2 separate regions of the Astyanax mexicanus genome follow, and region 2 is linked to region 1. The links are chromatin contacts, called in public Hi-C maps. All regions are on one chromosome and are shown on one strand. The core of a region is the stretch at or near the end of the contact, and the rest is flanking DNA. Distances in the headings are between cores, read along the strand shown. Region 1 overlaps rassf5 (Ras association domain family member 5). Region 2 overlaps rassf5 (Ras association domain family member 5).

What was found. A called contact is a pair of places that touch in the nucleus more often than the background predicts.
Region 2: a contact with region 1 is called in a Hi-C map of muscle, with 4 times the contacts expected there. The contact joins two enhancer-like sites. A contact is called at or near these places in 2 of 3 Hi-C or Micro-C datasets (blood and muscle).

Annotation. Positions count from the first base shown.
Region 1 is chr24:21,404,115-21,410,742 of AstMex3_surface, reverse strand. The region is part of intron 2 of rassf5 (Ras association domain family member 5); the gene reads right to left. Among protein-coding and RNA genes, the nearest start is that of rassf5, 42 kb to the right of the region's middle. Within about 2 kb of position 3,747, the one cell type or tissue checked has an H3K27ac peak away from gene starts, as active enhancers do.
Region 2 is chr24:21,438,525-21,444,773 of AstMex3_surface, reverse strand. It overlaps rassf5 (Ras association domain family member 5), which reads right to left. Exons shown (of 6, transcript XM_022682719.2): 3 at 4,607-4,717; 4 at 1,625-1,907; 5 at 66-181. Among protein-coding and RNA genes, the nearest start is that of dyrk3, 19 kb to the left of the region's middle. Within about 2 kb of position 1,808, the one cell type or tissue checked has an H3K27ac peak away from gene starts, as active enhancers do.

The DNA.
Region 1 (6,628 bases), core at 2,498-4,997:
GTCTTGACTCAGACTCGAATGCTAAAAGTCTTGGTCTTGCCTCTTACTCGACTGCTGATTTGACTGCTTAAGGTTTTCATCTTGACTCAGACTCAACATGTCTCAGTCTTGACCCAGACTTGACTGCTAGATGTTTTGGTCTTGACTCAGACTCAACGGCTAAAATGCTTGATCTTGACTCAGACTCTGCTCTTGTGGTCTTGACAACACTACAGGCAATGACATATCGTTTATACCATCCATATTGATTTTGAAATTATACAGTATCATTACCGTATCAAAATTAAGAAATATATATTCTGATATTCATTTTAGACACATAATCCAGCCCTTCCATCACACTTAAAACCTGATTCCAGAAACAATGGTACTTGCTAAACACACTGAAAAAGACTTGTGATTCAGAAAGTCTGAAGGTAATAGAGAGAGCTGAAGTGAATGAGTGAGCGAGTGAGAGTGTTAGCAGCCATGCAGTGTGAACCAGGAAGACAGTTTGGTCTCGAGAAATGAAAGACAGAAATTAGAACACAAACAGGAAGGAGTGACGGGGAGGCTAACTTGCTCGATAAGCTGCGGCCTACATACAAAAAATTACACAGATAAAACAAGATAAAGCAAATTCTGCAGAACTGCTGCTGAACCTCCCCTGTCTCAGAAACCTCCCTGAAGTTCTCTCCGAACATACAGTGTGTACTTTGAACGCATGCAAATATGCCCATTTGTTTGGGTGTGTTTGAGCAGGCTGGTTTACGTTTGTGGTCCCCTTGCATGAGCGACAGGAAAAAGGAAGTCTATGAGATATGAGATTGGCCTGTTTGAACTGGAGCTGACTAAAGTCGAAGCCAATAGAACTCATTCAAGGCCAAAGAAAGAATGAAGCCTCAAACAAAAACGTTAAATTGATGCAGACATATCGAAAGTCATTGTACTATTTAACATGTTACAAGTCATCATGAATTGACCATGAATTAAACTACATTAACCCACAGTTCTTGAGAACTTAATCACTCTGTTAATAAAAAAAATCACATATTTCCACAACATCACAGATTTAGTTGGTTAATGGCGTATAAATCTACTTAACTATGTAACTATGTATAAAACATGTAATCCCCAAGCTAATCCTGTCTTTGATGTGGAGCGACACATTGCCCTAACTGCTAGTGTGATGATCTGGGGGACCATTGCATTGTATACAACCCGATAGTATTAATACAGTTGACTAACAGCTCAGGGATTTGTGCAGAACATCCTGCAACCATGTGTTGCCTCTCATGGCAGATCTTCCATCTGGCATTTTTCAGCAGGGTAATGCTCACCCACTAACAGCAAGAGTTTCCCAGGAATGATTTTGCCAGATTGCAAAATTGGCCTACATACCTAAACCTGTCCATTTCTGGATCTCAAACAGAACCAGCATTTGTTTCTAAAAATGATAAAAGTCCAGATGTGGCAGCCCTAAAGTTTCATTTACACAATTTAACACCATTGCAAACAAAGACCAAAGCTCTAAGTATCATGCTTACTTGCACGCATGATGTTCCACCAGTTTTTAAGCTGCTTCCTTCTTTTTGTTGATATCTCCAATTTTCCAGTAATGCAGCAGTGGTTGTGCATTCACAGACAGAAACAGTTTCCCAGGAATGATTCTGACATATTTCAACACTTCCTTGGCCTCCATACCTGAACCTGTCCATTGTTGGATCCCAGAGAACCAGGTTTTGTTTCTAAAGATGATAAAAGTCCAGATGTGGCAGTCCAAGATTTTTATTTTCATTCACACATTTTTAACACCACTGCAAACAAAGATCACAATGGCTGGCTGACGGACAGTCTAGAGAGCTGGGAAATTAGTTGAAACTAAAATGTTTCTTCTCTCAGTCTAACGATTTGCCCTTGGAAAAATGCCTAGCAGCCAACAATGTCTCACCAAGAGGTATAATACCCAAATGTGGCCTTTGAGACTTTTTATCATCTATTGGGAGAAGCATTTTACATCCTCTTGTGGCAAATGTCTGTCTCTATCTAATCAGACAACTTTTTTTTGTAAGGGAGTGTCTAAAAACCTTTTACACTCTAATCCCTCAAATCAATTCTCAGTCGTATCCAGTTTGACTACAAAATCCACTGTGCTTTCAGTGGATGTACCCCACACTTCAAATAAAATCAGCTATTCTCCATTAAATAAGAACAAATCTCTCTAATATAGAGGTTATATAAACTCTGAGCTTCAGCATCAGATGCAGAAAGCTGATTATTAGTGGCACAGAGAGAGGACTTTAAGGGCACGTTAAGGGGGCAGACTGTGGTTTGGATAAGCTAGAGAGTACAGTGTGCCTGGGGTGGGCTCTAACAGGGTTGAACGAAGCCAGGAACAGCCCAAGCCACAATGCTCCAGGGACTGAACACTGAGATCCGCAGCGGGGGGACATCTCCTAACTCGCCCCTCGGAGTCACAGACAGTGTGAGGTTGCCGTTTGACAGTAATGAGTGAGCACAGAGCCGCCAGAAAAGACAAAGACTCTGAGGCGACAGAAGCTGAAGCTGGAGCTTTTAATCTATGCATGTTGTTTTGATTTCTGTACAGCAAAAGTACTGAGCCTTTTGTGGCAGGATTCAGGTGCAACCAGGGCTCACTCTGCCCCCAAAAATGAGTGGGTTTCATGATTGAAACTGGCATTTATGCAGTTTCACTGCCACAAATAATGGGGTGGAGTCATAAAGGTTACAATATTCTTAAAATGCTAAAACGCAATTACACATCAAGACGTTTAATGCAAAAAGCACTTGGCCTTGTAGTTCACGTAAGTCATAAAACTCTTACAAAAAAAAAGAAAAAAAAAAGAAAAAAAAGAAAACCTTTACAGCACCCAATCCATCTGTTTCACCAGTGCAACTGAGACATTTCTCTTGGTAAAGATGTTCTGGTGTTGGTTTCTTTCCACGGAAGGGTAAGCGCAGACCTATAGACAGCCACAGACTCAGCTTCCCTTCCTTGGAAGTTGGTGGATGTACGTCACAGAATACTGTGTCCTACGACAGTCTGAACCTTTTGTGTTGTGTTGGAAAAATTATATCTATTAAGCTATGCTAAACAAATATAAATAACATAAAATTAAATAGCCAGTTGAAATGTTGGGTTAGCATAGCTAGCTACTCTATGATCAGCATCCATTGCAGTAGATAGAATGTAGATTTCGTTCAGCTTGAAAACCATAAATGAAAAGACCAGAAAAATAAACAAAATGCAATTGTCCTAACCTTCCTATTTTCAGAGGCATTGCGAATAATGGTGTTTTAATGTGAACTGCAAATAGGCAATTGGTAGAAAATGAGATAAAATTAGAAATAAATTATAAACAAATGTAAAAATTGGGATAAACTTAAACATACTGCTTGTGTATTGTTTGCACTAGGTTTCCTCCCTGCTTTGTCTCTGCTTTTTAGATCATTTTCTGATAAATAAGAGCTCTAAGTACCATGATTACTTGCACGCATAATGTTCCTCCACTTTTTAAGCTGCTTCCCTCTCATCGTTGATGCCTCCAATTTCCAGTAATGCAACAGTGGGTGCAGCACTCTACTGACGAACACTATGTATGCACGCTTTCGGGAATTCCCAAATTAGCAAGTTGGTAATGTGTTTCTAATGGCAGTGGAGAGCACACAGGCTCTAGGAGAGACTCCGAGGCCATGAGGGCTAATGCTAATGCTGAGGCTATGTGCTAAATTTGGCTAGCGGAGCTGTGTGCTGCTGCTGAGGGCATGGGAGTTCAGGGTGGAGGACTGTGCTTGCATGATATGAGGGGAATCAGGGCAAAGCGCTCAGTGGGAACATTACTCATCCTCTCCAAACAACAAAGAAAGAGAGATAAATCAGGGTGAAGGAGCAGTGAAGAAATGCACAGTGGGGCTAAAACAGATCACATGATTATATTTTTTAGATAAAAGCGAAGAATAATAGCCTAGTAATTTCCATTACTATGCTAGTACCTGTGTCTACGTATAGTCATTACTATACCTAGAAAGATCCATTTGAATGTCCAAAATAATAGCATTAGCTAGGACTGGTTACTGGCTGGTTATTATTGGTATATTTGTCATTGACTGTTCATACTGTGTGTTGTTATAATACTTGAACACTATAATAAAAGTCCTTTAGAATGCTAGTCAGCCATGCTATGAGGCTCCTGGGTCAAAAAGGTTAAGTGCCTTGCTCAGGGACCTGGGTCTTGAACCCACAACCATGTGACTAATTATTAAAGCAGTGCTCTAACCACTAAGCCACAGTAGCTGGCTTTATAACTAGCAAAAACACAAAAATGCATGAAAATAAATCTAGAAATATCCAAGTTATTTTCGTGATTGTGGTAATATACATACACACACTATTTCTTAATAAGAAATAGGTAATGGGTAATTAACATGCTAATGTCACCCGACTGCGCTACACTGAAGAACCCTGAGTGTAAACACGCTGGCTACAGGCTGATAATACTCACCTCTGAATGGTGAAAGAGCTAGAGCTTAGCAAGGTTAGCAGCTAATGCTAACGTTGCTCCAGTCTTAATTCTTAATGCTGAAGAGAACTAAACTGAAACTCCTGTATAACGCCAAACTTCAGTGGAGTAGCTTAACTGTTTCTTAAAACCTGACTAGTAGAATTCATACATAAGGTCCACGGTATCATAAGGCACACTGACGCTTTTTGGAAAATTAAAGGATTTTAAGTGCACCTTTTAGTGCAAAAAATACGGTAATGTAAGGATTTGATAGCTTTTAACAACTAGGAGAGCATTATTGAGGTGAGGCATTTACAGTACCTACATCGGCAACCGGCTGCAAACCTTACCCAGCCTATCTACTGCAGTGTTGGCATTGCAGTTACTATAGCTACTGTGCCATTAGCATTTAGCACTGCTAGTGTGCCATTAGCATTGGTTTCGTACCATTACACGACATAAGCTTCTCAACCGAGCCATTAGCATTGCTCAGAATCACTATAGCATTGCTATTGTACCATTAGAATCACAACCATGCCTGCTGCTGGCCTTTGCCAGAATTTCTACCCCTGCATTAGCATTAGCTTTGCTAAGCATACGCTCAGTCTTGCTACTGTGGTATTGGAATCTCTATTGCAGTGTTAGCCTCGTCCAGCATCACGGCTAACACAGTATTAGCCGTATTAATCATAAATATTTCATCTACATTTAAGGCTGGAGTCCAAAACCAGGCAGGGTCATATAAAATGCTACATGAAAAATAATTGAGATCATAGTTTTTATCACAGCATAAACATTTTCCAAATTTAGTGTGTTCCTATTGTTTGTATTGCCGCTGACGATTCCATCCAGCAAATGGCGGTTTGGATTTTCTGGGTTTTTTTTTTCGTATTTTATGATGATTTAACAAGCATTTGTGTGGAAACCCTCAGCTTTACTATTACTATACTCTAAATACAGGCTCCTTGAGCTGCACTGAGACTGTCCAGACCACTGACAGTGCCTGTGATGTCATTATCTTGTGACAGATCTTCCGTTCAGACCAGACTGGCTCCGCTTCAATGCGTCTGATCAGGTTAATGAGCAGCGATGCTAAAGAGAAAAGAGAAAAGTCTCTGGACCTGAAAGCCCCAACACAATGATGTCAATCTAAAAAGCATATGGTCAATTCAAAGCTTTTGTGTAGCGCTAATTGAGTTACGCCTTTACAAAATGTCTCGGATGCTTTCCTCTGAATGGCATCCATTAGGTTTCACTCATATAATGGAGGGTACTCACATTTACATCACCATACAGGAGAAAGATCCATTAAAATAATCCAATATTATCATAAACAGGCCCTAAATAGGCCAAACACTGACAGACAGAGACAGTGCCTCCCTCTAGAGGTGAGTTACGATACTGCAGCTTAAACACTTGTGATCTGTACAGCCCATCTGTCATGTGGTTAATGCAGAGACATAAATAAAGAGGTGAGAAAGAGCATATAGCGCGAAATGCCGTCCACTGCACGGGAACGTTAGTGCGGGTTTTAGCCCTGAAGAGAAACGGTTCTAATGACCAAAGCTGACAGGCCTCCATTCAGCAGCTCTCCGTCTCCATGACAGGCCAGGCCAGCTGGGTTCTCTCTCATTACTGACAGAGCTGAAATAGAAGCTGTCAGGAGAGGCAGATGAGAAACATGCACTGGAGAGAGGAGAGATGCTGGTATAAGGAAAAGATGGTTTAGAAAAAGGTTGAAACTGTTCAACTGAATATAATGTTGAGAAATGGACTGGAGGGTAAGATTAAGATAAACGCTGTTGAATGCAGGTAGATAAATCCTTTTGAACCCTAATCTTTTGTTATGTTCTTCATCATAGCACAGAAGGTACTATAAATTGTTGTATAGTAAAAGTAAGAGCATAGCATATTTTGTAAAGACCCACAGGGCCTAGCTGTAGGGTCTATAAAAGTGAAGGTAAAAGATGCACACACAGTTTGTCTGGTCCCTGTAGAGAAATATTGCCAATATAATAGTGCTGTCTGGAGCATATGACTATTGCCATGTATGGTTTAATTAGACCTCCACAGATAGCAAGTTGTTCTTCTATGGACCACTATTGGTAGGTATTGATCACTGCATA
Region 2 (6,249 bases), core at 559-3,058, 36 kb before region 1:
GCCACTGATGTGCATATAGTACATATGTATGTATGTAAAAAGTGCAGCACTGCATAATAACTCACCTCTACCTCCCCGGTCTCGTTCTCCTTCAGCACAAATGAGAGGTTCTCCAGATCTGGACCGGCCAGCAGACGCAGGAACAGCGGGTGCTCAGTGCCGGCCAGCTTCTGTATAAGATCTAACACATGCAAGACACAGGTACATTAACACCAGGCACATATTCACATGTTTGTAAGAAATATTTGTAAGAAATGAGAAATTTCCCTCCCTCAATCAGTCTACATGAGCATGCTAGCCCTGTAGGGGGCGAAAGTACCTCATAAAGAGTGGCATCAATGCACTATGAAGAAGGAAATGGAGAAATCACTGAGGTTTTAGCACAAATTACACTCTAAACACTACTCCCTTAATTACGAAAAGACAGATTCTAAATCTGAGGATTATATATCTGCAGTGGAACACTATTTACAAGGCCTGTCATGATAACCACTTTAATGACAATATTGTCATTAACACTATTTTAATTCACTGATTTAGAAATAATGCATGAAATAATAATGCATTTAAAGAAGGAAACGCAGCTAAAATTGCTCCCACCGTTCGCTATGGTCATTGCTATGACGTTGCTAGGCACCTGCTATTGTGTCTGTGGGGGTTGCTAAGGTGTTGCTAGGTGGTTGCTAAGGCATTGATATGGCATCCATGGTGGTTGCTATAGTGTTGCTAAGCAGTTGCTAGGTGGTTGCTAAGTGGTTGCTAAGGCATTGCTATGGTGTCTGTGGTGGTTGCTAAGTGGTTGCTAAGGTGTTCCTAGGTGGTTACTAGGCAATGTATTTGCATAAATGAGATTTGAAGCAATCAAAAGCAATGCGCAACCATAGTTATTAAGTATATTTAGATTTACTGAAATATAAAAATGTTTAAAAAAATAATAGTAAAATAAATAAATAAAAGCACAATTTTTTTATTTAAAAATCAATCTAAATTGGGCTCTCCTTGCTTAGTACCGGTAAACACAATGGAAAACTGAGGTCAGCTAAAATTATTGAGGTTTGGTCCACACATTTTTATGCAGGCCCGTTGCAACACGGCAAGCAAACCAATCAATTGCTGGGGCACCGAGATCACAACCAGTTTGGAATTAAACAAACAAAGTTAGTCATTCCTGCACCCGGCAAAATATGAAACTTCAGCTATCATAACGCAGAGTTTTCCATCAGGAATCCAGAAAAGAAAGAAGAGAAAGGAAGGAAGGCCCATTTTGCTTGTGGCCTTCAAATGCCTTAAATCTGCCCTGGCGACAGGCCTAGTATTTACATTTATTCATATGTGGAAATGTGCAGACAAGTGCTGTCTGGTTGTAGAAGCTGCAGTTTTAGAGCATAAGCTGTTCACTATATAGAGAGTTTGGAGATATTTGAGATTCAGACAGAAATATACACGTGCTGTGATGTCAGCATTTTTATAAAGCTCTGAAAAAAAAAACACTGAAAACAAAGCTTTCACTAATCTCCAGCTTGGAGAGCATTTTTGAAAAAACTCAGTTTATAATGATTAAAAACAGACAAAAATCTCTTTTATAAAAAGATCTGGATTCGTGAGTATGAACCCACACCCTTACCCTGGCCGTCCCTGTGGGTCCTCCTGTAGAGGGCGAATTTGCGTGGATTGTCCTGCACTGTGTACTTCTTCAGCAGGCCCTGGATGACCTCGTTGACCGTGGTGGTGCTGCTGATGTGCAGCTGCTTGACCGTGTCGCTGGGCATGTAGAAGGACGTGCGTCTGTCCGAAACGTCGGCGGCCGGACTGCAGCCTGGGGCCTTTCCATCCGGGGACAGTATGGTGACGGGCCGCCGCAGCTTCAGATGGACCTTAATAAAGCCGGTGTAGGTGCCATCTTCAGCCTGAGGGAAAAAGAAATGGGGAAAATGTGTCAGTAAGTGATAGGGATGCATTGAATATTCAGCAACCAATATAATTACATTGATTAATCTCTTTTTACTATTTTATATATTTTTTCTAATTTATTGTTGTATTTTTATTTTTCTATTATTGTACAGTGTCCTTGGGTGCTAGAAAGGCGCCTTAAAATAAAATGCATTATTATTATTAATATTATTATTATTATTATTAATTTGACCAAAAATCGACAAAAAACAAATAGAAATATAGCCGCAAGCGGCAATCGTCGGGTTCAAGCACCAACTTGCACAATGGTGCCTACTGGAGCATTGAATGGTGATGTGTAAGAAGGTCTAATATGATTGGAGATGCCCTGTCACATTTAGAAATTATCAAGTTTTTCACCTGTTATTAATGTTGAGCAGATGCCTTTCAACCTGATCAGTGCTTAAATTCACATGTAAATCTAGTGAACTTTGTAGGATATTCATTAAGTGAGTTAGAACTAGTCAAAAGGTGTCTACATGTTATTGGTATTGATCAGGTGGCTTCAACCAGAATGTTCACAAAGTGGTATTCAGATTGACCTTTGAACCTTTGCAGAACAAGCTGAAATGTTTGACCAAACAAGTTTAAATTAACACAAAGGAGTGAATGTTCTGATATGACATGTAATTACGAAGTTATTATAAATCTAGTTCTGAATTAAATGGTGCTTCATCAAGCACCAACTAGCACAATGGTGCCTACTAGAGCATAGGATGGTGATGTGTAAGAAGGTCTAACACAATTGGAGACATTCTGTCACATTTAGAAATGATCAAAAGTCTTTCACCTGTTATTAATGTTGAGAAGAGGCACAAAGGAGTGAATGTTCTGATATGACATATAATGTCAAGTTATTCTTAATCTAGTTCTGTATTAAATGGCGCTTCATCAGAGTGATATTGTACAGAGGTCTTTAACATTGTGAGATTACAGCAAATACTGCAGAGTTACAGCAATTTAGGTTAGAAATTCCAAGGACGCACAGATTGCTTGATGCCTGGAGAGTATTGTATGTGAAATTTTCACAAATGTTTTTAATGAACATTTACCTAGAGACTCTACAGTGTGCAGCAAGACTGAAATGGAGGTGATAGGCCAAATATCCAGAGAGTAGTTTCAATATAGCTATTTTCAAACAATTAGCAATTATGAATGAACGAAGCACTTTTTAAACATAGTTGTATTGAGAAATTTGTCAGAGCCACTGTACTAAATATGGCAAAAACAATTAGATGTCAAAATAGTACAGCATGATTGACATATACTCGTTTTTTTGGAACAGCGCCCCCCAGTGGGCGGATTGTTTCAGCACTTTGCAGGTCACTACAGTGTCTCCACCTGAACATAACTGCCAAATATCATCCAGATTGGGCAACATTCAGCCTGCCAAAATGTCTGCTGAATGCTGATTGGCTGATGGTGTTCAGCCATGTTGATTGATTAAGTTGCCCTTTGAACATCCTTTAGAGGCTGTATGATAGATTCTGCATGCAAAGTTTCAACTTGCTAGGTTGCACGGTTGCTGAGAAACAGTGCTCCAAATTTACCTCTTGAAGTGAATGGGGCATATATCCGGAAGGACTAATTTGCATATGGCGGCCATATTGTTTACATATTTCAACTTTTTCTTAATGAATATTGAAGCGCATGCTCTCACGAGTGTTTTGATACCAAACATGCCAGGATTGGTCAACATTCCTAGGACTAGTTTGCAAAAGTAGGTTTTGCATATTATGCAAATTAGCAAAAAATCTATATAGACGGGAGTGCATGGTCCAAATTGGAAAGTTGTTGGTATTGACCCAAGGAATCCATCAAAAAAAGAATTTTGAATGTAGGTCTTATGGTTTTTGAGTTATTGAGAAAATTGTGAAAAATGAATTTCCTTGTTTATAGCGCCACCACTTGACCAATCGGTGCCATTTTTGTTGTCCACCGAGATGCACTGATCCTACATCTACCTACCAAGTTTCATTTCTCTATGACTTACGGTTTAGGCTGCACAACTGTTTTTTCAGGAGAAAAAGAATAATAATAATAATAATAATAATAATAATAATAATAATAATAATAATAATAATAAAAATCTTAGCAAAAACAATAGGGTTCTACGCACCTTCGGTGCTTGAACCCTAATAATAGAATTGTAAATAGAATAGTGACAGAATATTTTATACCAAAAATGATGTCTTCTTTAAAAAGCAAGATAAAAGTACATTTAGGCTTTATAACTCATACAATGGTGAAAAAAAGGCAACATTTTTGAAAACCTGCAAAAAAAAACTTTAGTATTCGGCTTTTGGCCAAAAATAGTGCCCAAAAATGGTTATTTTGGTGCATCCCTAGTAAGTAATTGTGTGTTAAACAAATATCACTATTGATATTTGCACAGTTGATGGGAATGCTTGTGATCTGTGGCATTTGGCTAGAAGTGACCATGCAAACAGACCAGCAACTCTGTCAGAAATCACATCCACATTCAATGCATGAGGCCCTACACACACATATCCCACAGGTCAGTGCAGCGTTTTTTGGCTTCCATGGGACAATGGCAAAAGTCATGGGACACAATACTAGGTCCTGTCACATGATCCTTGGCATGTCATAGAATTATAAAAGGGTTTAGATGTCGGAGGGAGAAGAGTGTACTCACTAAATTCATTCCATTTTCAGAAACTTTGGAATTGTACTCCTCTATCTTGGACTTGACCTCTTCCTCACTGAGGGACTTTGGGTTCTCCTCCTCTTCCTCTTTAGTGGCCTTCTGAAAAAACAAATAGAGAAAACAGAACTTAAATGCTGTTGATTCGGTTCATATATCACACTGGCTCATTCTGAAGGAATTATTGTCTATTAAAATCTTTTAATAGAGATTTAAAAAATCAGTCTAGATGTGTGAGCCCAGACACAGAGCCCCGACACACCCATCACACCTGGACTTCAACTGTTGGAGCAGGTGTGTTTGAGCAAAGACATCGACAAATCTATGCTAGACTAAGATCCACCCCTGACCCCCCTCTGACTGAAGCTAAACAAACAAAGCCTAACCGAACGTTTGTTTGGCCTGTTTGGCCAGTTCAGCAGATGTTTAATAAGGTTTATGAGGTTTCCAAACACACATTTTATCCTCGTTTCCCCTCATCCATTATACAAAACTACAATACTGAGCAAAGCTTGGTCTCAGACCATGAAAAACACAGATCCTCAAAACCGAGAGAAACCGGATTAGCTTGTATGAATGTAGGCAATACTTGGTGGCCTTGGTTAAATCTCATGCGACAGCAGTAAGTAAATTATCATTGATCATGAAGTGTTATCCAGGAGTCGTCTTGGGAAAACCCACACCTGTATATAGGTAGTGAGGTGTTATCTTGTGAGTGAGGCTAAAAAGTGGTCAGGGTGCTAGTGGAAAGGCAAGATAAAGACTAGATATCTTATTTTTTTGCACTATAAGGCACTCCGGATTATAAGGCGCACTATCAATAATCGTCTATTACTGGTCTATTTTTATACATCAGGCGCACCGGAATATAAGGCGCATTTTATGCGACACTAGTAACTAGTACCTAGTTGTAGAAACAGGGTAGTCGCCATCTTTTCCTTCTAAATTCGGCTAAGTTCAGTAAACAAAATTGTACACTGTAAACATTTTAGATAAGTCAGACAAGTCAAACAAGCATGTAAATCTACACAGATTTCTCCCCTGAAAACTGTTTATTTGGGTGAGTAAAGTGCTTCTGTTTGTTTACAATAAGCTTAGGTTTACAGATTTCCACTAAAGCTGGAGCATTAGTATTAGCATTATCAGTTAACTGCTAGCGGTTAGTGGCTAATGCTACCCGACAGAGCTACACTGAGGATCCCTGAGTCTTCCAGTAAGCAAGGGGCGATTTTAGCTAGCAGTTTGTTTCAAGTAGCTTGTTTTAGGATGGTAAACACACAGGCTACAGTCTGATAATACTCACCTCTGAAAAACAAAAGAGCTAGCACTTTGTGCGGTTAGTGGCTAATGCTAATGCTGCTCCAGCTACAAGCCAATAATACTCACTTCTAAATGGCCAAAGAGTGAGCGCTTCGTGCGGTTAGCAGCTAATGCGAACACTTCTGGAGAACTAAACTGAAACGTATGTATAACGCTGTACTTTAGCAGAGTGGCTTTACTGCTCCTTACAACCTGACTGGTAAAATTCATACATAAGACACACCAGATCATAAGGCGTGTTGACGATTTTTGAGAAAATTAAAGAATTTTAAGTGTGCCTTATAGTGCGAAAAATACTGTAAGTAATGGCTTTA